2 separate regions of the Mus musculus genome follow, and region 1 is linked to region 2. Evidence: chromatin contacts called from public promoter capture Hi-C data. All regions are on one chromosome and are shown on one strand. The core of a region is the stretch at or near the end of the contact, and the rest is flanking DNA. Distances in the headings are between cores, read along the strand shown. Region 1 holds the start of 4930556J02Rik (RIKEN cDNA 4930556J02 gene). Region 2 holds the start of Arl11 (ADP-ribosylation factor-like 11).

What was found. Capture Hi-C pulls out chosen DNA fragments and counts their contacts.
Region 1: a contact with region 2 is called in a promoter capture Hi-C map of adipose tissue. The contact joins the promoter of 4930556J02Rik here to the promoter of Arl11 in region 2. A contact is called at or near these places in 4 of 39 promoter capture datasets (the C10 cell line, epiblast stem cells, hematopoietic stem and progenitor cells and 1 more), 4 of 15 datasets of contacts at CTCF or cohesin (embryonic stem cells, large pre-B cells, pro-B cells and 1 more), 54 of 484 Hi-C or Micro-C datasets (the 3T3-L1 cell line, B cells, the C2C12 cell line and 31 more), 6 of 115 datasets of contacts at active chromatin or transcription factors (double positive thymocytes, embryonic stem cells, microglia and 2 more) and 3 of 9 other capture datasets (adipose tissue, embryonic stem cells and liver).

Annotation. Positions count from the first base shown.
Region 1 is chr14:61,491,427-61,494,126 of GRCm38.p6, forward strand. 4930556J02Rik (RIKEN cDNA 4930556J02 gene) reads left to right here and starts at 1,262. Exons shown (of 3, transcript NR_045714.1): 1 at 1,262-1,407; 2 at 1,723-1,973.
Region 2 is chr14:61,308,324-61,311,023 of GRCm38.p6, forward strand. Arl11 (ADP-ribosylation factor-like 11) reads left to right here and starts at 1,430. Exons shown (of 2, transcript NM_177337.3): 1 at 1,430-1,614; 2 at 2,317-2,700. The coding sequence starts at 2,420.

The DNA of each region.
Region 1 (2,700 bases), core at 12-2,511, 180 kb after region 2:
GACAAGGCCCAGTATTGAAATCTTGATCTCTACAGTGAAGTTATTGAAGTTGGTGAGCCTTTAAGACGGTGGTTCTCAACCTGTGGGTCTCAACCTTTTCACAGGAGTTACCTAAGACCATCAGAAAACACAGGTATTTACAGTACAATTCATAACAGTAAAATTACAGTCGTAATTTTAGAGTTGAAGGTTGTACTGGCTAGTTTTGTGTCAACTTGACACAGCTGGAGTTATCACAGAGAAAGGAGCTTCAGTTGAGGAAATGCCTCCATGAGATCCAGTTGTGAGGCATTTTCTCAATTAGTGATCAAGGGGGAAAGGCCCCTTGTGGGTGGGACCATCTCTGGGTTGGTAGTCTTGGTTCTATAAGAGAGCTGGCTAAGCAAGCCAGGAGAAGCAAGCCAGTAAAGAACATCCCTCCATGGCTTCTGCATCAGCTCCTACTTTCTGACCTGCTTGAGTTCCAGTCCTGACTTCCTTGGTGATAAATAGCAATGTGGAAAGTGTAAGCCGAATAAACCCTTTCCTCCCCAACTTGTTTCTTGGTTATGATGTTTGTGCAGGATTAAAACCCTGACTAAGACAAGGGTTCACCACAACTTGAGGAACTATATTAAAGGGTCACAGCCTTAGGAAGGTTGAGAACCACTGCTTTAAGAGATAGGGCCTCTTGGGAAATCTTATATCATTGTCTTAGAGTTAGGTTTCTATTAGGTGATAACCACCATGACCAAAAGCAACCTGAGAAAGAAAGTTCTATTTGGCTTACAGGTTATAGTCTACGATTGGAGAAAACCAAGGCAGAAACTCAGGGTAAGAATCAAGTCAGGAGCTGAAGCAGAGGTCTCTGGGGAGTGCTGGATACTGGCTTGCTCCTCATGGCTTGATCAGCCTACTTTCTAATATACCCGAGGACCACCCACTGGCCTGGGCCCTTCCATATCAATAATTAACCAAGAAAAGGCCCTGCAGACTTGTTTACAAGTAATCTGATGGAGACGTTTTCTCAGCTGAGGTTCCTCTTCCCAGATAACTCTAGCTTGTGTCAAGTTGACAGAAAACTAAGAGGAACAACCCTGGGAACATGCCCCTGGAAGAGATTGTAGGATCATAATCTCTGTCCTAAATCCGTTCCATGCCTCTGCTTTGAAAAGAATGAACAATTCTCTTATCGTGTGCTCCCAGCCATAATGGGCTGAGAAGAGCAGGGCCAACTGATTACGGAACCTCTGAAAGTGGGCTTTGATGACCTCAGCTCTTCATTACAATAGCAGAATGCTCTCTAAGACACTGAGTCAGGAGGCAAGTGACAGAAAAAGAGATGACAGACAGAAGATGGAAGAAAGATGGGGCCAATGAGAGACCGGTGGTGAATGGTGGGGGTCTCCTGGTCAAAGAATTGCTGGGGTGAGAACTTTAGAGTCATTAAAGCTGAAAGTGAGAGGAAGAAAGAGTCAGGAAGTGAGGGACTGAAAACTGAGTCTTAGGGGTCTGATGGTTATAGGCGATGACTGGTGGAGTCTATGAGTTCCAAGGTGGGTGTGAGGTGAAAGTTCATTTGATGTGGGGAGCCAAGGAGTGCAGGGGCCAAGGTGTTGAGTGGGCTGTTCCCTAATCGCAAGACCAGTATTGAGGATGGAGATCACAAGCCCACTACTCAACCATCCTCAAGTGTTGTGGACTGTTTCCTCCAAAATTGAGTCCTTTGACTCTATCCTGCAGGGAAGATTCTCAACCAGGAAGGCAAACAACTTAAAATAGCTCCAGGAAGTCTTTCAAACTGACCAGTTTACTGGACCTCCTCTAAGCAATAAAAGCAGCAAAGGAGATTCTGAGACAAGACCAGATGCTTGGAAGAAGCAAAAGCCAGCCCAGCTGCCTGGAAAGGTTTAGATCAACTGAGTCATCGGGAAAGAATATGATCTAACGTGTTTAGGTGCCTCCGACTGTGCAGTGTGCTCATTTCCGCTCCTGTAAGTAACTCCTTTCCCACACTCCTGCAAGTAACCCTACTAAAACTCAGTGATCCACCAAGATGGAATTAGGCAGTATCCATACTTTGGTTATCATTGTTTCCCCACCTGAGCTGAGTAGACACGTGTGTTGCATCTTCCCAGGAAAAGTTTTGTCACAGAACATCATGTAACAAGGAAAAGTGGCAAGGGCGCTAAATGGTGGCAACACCAAGAGAGTGGCAAGTCCTTAATCTGGTGGCATCCACTAATTAGATTAGAAGCTACCAAAGTGTACCCTCAGTGCAAAGCACATTCTGGGCCTATGCCAGACCTGCTGCCTTGGCAACCAAAGGCATAAGGTTCTGAACCCATGTTCTAATAAATTCCACCAGGAATTTGGCTGTAGGCTGAAGTCTAAGAACAGGAGTGGTCCCTGGCTTAGAGCAGCAGAGAGGGAGTAGATGCAACTGTCTCTCAGGAGGAGAAAACGAAGTGAGGGTGGTGGAGTGGGGTTGAGGAAGTGAGAGAAGACAGATTGCCAGGAGGAAGAGGGGGCAGATGGTCTGCAGTGTAAGGGCAAAGATTCAGTCTGTTTGTGGCACAGAGCCGAGAGGTCAGCTGGAAAGTGAGGCTTGGGTCAGAACCACATCCTGCCACGGCTCCCAGCTGAGGCCTAAGATGGGCTCCTGTAGGAAAGCTGCACTGGCCTCTGTGGGACACAATAATAAAGACACGGATGTTCCCA
Region 2 (2,700 bases), core at 180-2,679:
TTCCCCATAGCTGAGTAGATGGAGCCTCCTCCCCTCATCCTTCCCAACCTACATCCTCTAGCTCATCCCAAAAGACCCCACCGCCACATGCAGTTAGGGAAGAATTGCAAACAGCTGGTTGGGGATGTGTGTGGCTGGACCTTCCCTGCCCTCTCCTCCTATGAAGAATGGTAAACAGCCAATAGGCCCAACTGCATAAGCTTTTGACCCAGGCTCAACATAATCCCTGTTCTACACGTATACATATATATGTGTTTGTGTATATACATATACATGCACATATGCACGCACACCCCTTTGGAGGGTTTTTTTTTTTTAATTTAGAATTATACTCTACAATTTAACACACACGTGGTTCTGTCTAACCAGAGGGACTCTCTGAAGTCTAATGCCATTTACTTGGGAATAGCCGTACACTGCAATGTGGATACATGCAGCAGAGGAAACTGTGTTTATTCAAGGTGGATTGAGGCAGGTGAAAGGTTTTGAAGGAAGAAATGAGGAGCCATGAGCTGCAGAGATGGCTCTGAGAACCAAGTGCCTGTCGTACAACAGAAGGAGCATAGCACCTTGTGGAAGCTGGGCAGTGTCATCACCTGTAACCCAGCACTGGGCGGCCAGAGGACCCCAGTCTAGACAAATGAATGAGCACCACAGAGGTGTCTTAGGAGAAGAGCCTCTCCCTATGCGGAGGAAAAGGCTGAGGTCCAGGTACACAGACATGCACAGGGCCGTGAGGACACCGAGAGACCCAGTCTCAGAAAATACAGTGGAGAGTAACTGAAGACCATGCCAGAAATTGACCTATGGCCTCCATATGCATGCACATGTACATACATGTGAATATACACCCACACAAACATGTTCATGCACCACATGTACACATACACATGAACACACACAATAGGAGCATAACTATATGAAACCATCTTAGGCTGCAAAGGAAAATAACAAGGGTCGTACTATTCCAAAATTAAACAGTTGTTGGACAGACATCTCTGTAGAACCAGTGTGTGAGAGCGTGTGTGTGTGTGTGTGTGTGTGTGTCTGTGTAAGGTTGTGGTTCTAGCAGAGTCTTTTATGAATGCTTATCAGTCATGCACGCACAAGATCTGCTCCTTTATGTACTTATTAATTATTGATTAATTCATTTTTTCCTCCTCCTTTTTTGTTTGGGCTTGACAAGTCACTCCATTTTGATTCTGACAAGCTTCACAGTTTTGCAAATCAAAGAGTCTCCCAGCACCAGAAAACCACTGCTGCCCGTGCTGGGTGGCCTGCGCTTCAGGATTCCCAGGGAGATCACAGGAGTCAAGGAAAACAAGGAAGGGTGACACAACTCTGAACTTGTGAAGTCCCTCAGACTGGGGAAACTGGTGCTGGGCGGGGCTCCACTAACAACGGAGAGCTGAGATGTCTTGAGACACACCCCCAATATGGGAGGATGTCTGCCCTAACCACTCGAGAGAGGAAGCAAAAACAGGACAGATTGCAACAGCCACTACACTTCCTTCATATCCTGCTCTTGGGACATGGCGACCAGCAGAAAGAAGCTTGATTGTGGAGAGGTGCCCTAGCGGAGGGATGTCTGCCACAGTCCAGGCAACCACAGAGGTAACTCTAACTCTTGCTCTTTTTCTCAGGGCAGAAGTGAATGAGGTTCCTTCCTTTCCTTCAGTGATATCTGATGCACATACTCCTAAGAGTGCTATGGTCCACCTTCTGCCTCTCTAACTTTCTCCTAAGTTGTAGATAGTTCTTAGGCCTTCATGGTTAGAATTCTTTAAAACACACACACACACACACACACACACACACACACACACACAAACATGCACACGCACACAGTATTCTAGAGGCTTTTTATATGGTGTGGAAAAGTTCTTGGCTCTGACTCAAATTTGCCTGAATCAGCAGTGGTTGTCAGTAGGTACTGGAGAGACCAATGTGCAGGTCCTGGGAGGAGTTCTAAGAAGTTAGCATACCCTGACCTGGCTTCTCCACTCTCTGGAATGCAGTGTGCTGCCACTTCTGAGTTTAGGCCCCAGGAAGGAAACAGGAGGGTCAGAGACCACAGAGTGAGAAATGAAAATGCCTTTCTGCAGCCTCTCCTGAACACGGTTGGTCGGCTGCTGCTTCCTTCGCCTCTACTTTAACTACTTAGGAAGGACGCTGGAGTTCTGCATCTTCAGGTGGTTCTCCGCCAGCACCAGAGGCCAGTCAGCTGCTGTTGACTCACACTTCCTCACTTCCTGGGCTTTTCAGGGTCCAGCCTGGGTCTGAAACCCTTCCCTAAAATGACTTGTTTTGTTCTAGGGTAGGAGCTCAGTGCATGCATGCATGGATTTGCATTTCTTCAGAAAAGAGTAGCTGATGTGCGTCCTCAGCCTTTCTGCAGGAGGATTTACTAGGGGCCATCATGGGCTCTGTGAATTCCAGAGGTCACAAGGCAGAGGCCCAGGTGGTAATGATGGGCCTCGACTCTGCTGGCAAGACCACAATTCTGTACAAACTGAAAGGAAACCAGCTGGTGGACACCCTACCCACTGTTGGTTTTAATGTAGAGCCTCTTGAGGCTCCTGGACATGTGTCACTGACTCTCTGGGACATTGGGGGACAGACCCAGCTCAGAGCTACCTGGAAGGACTACCTGGAAGGCATCGACCTCCTTGTGTACGTGCTGGACAGCACAGATGAAGC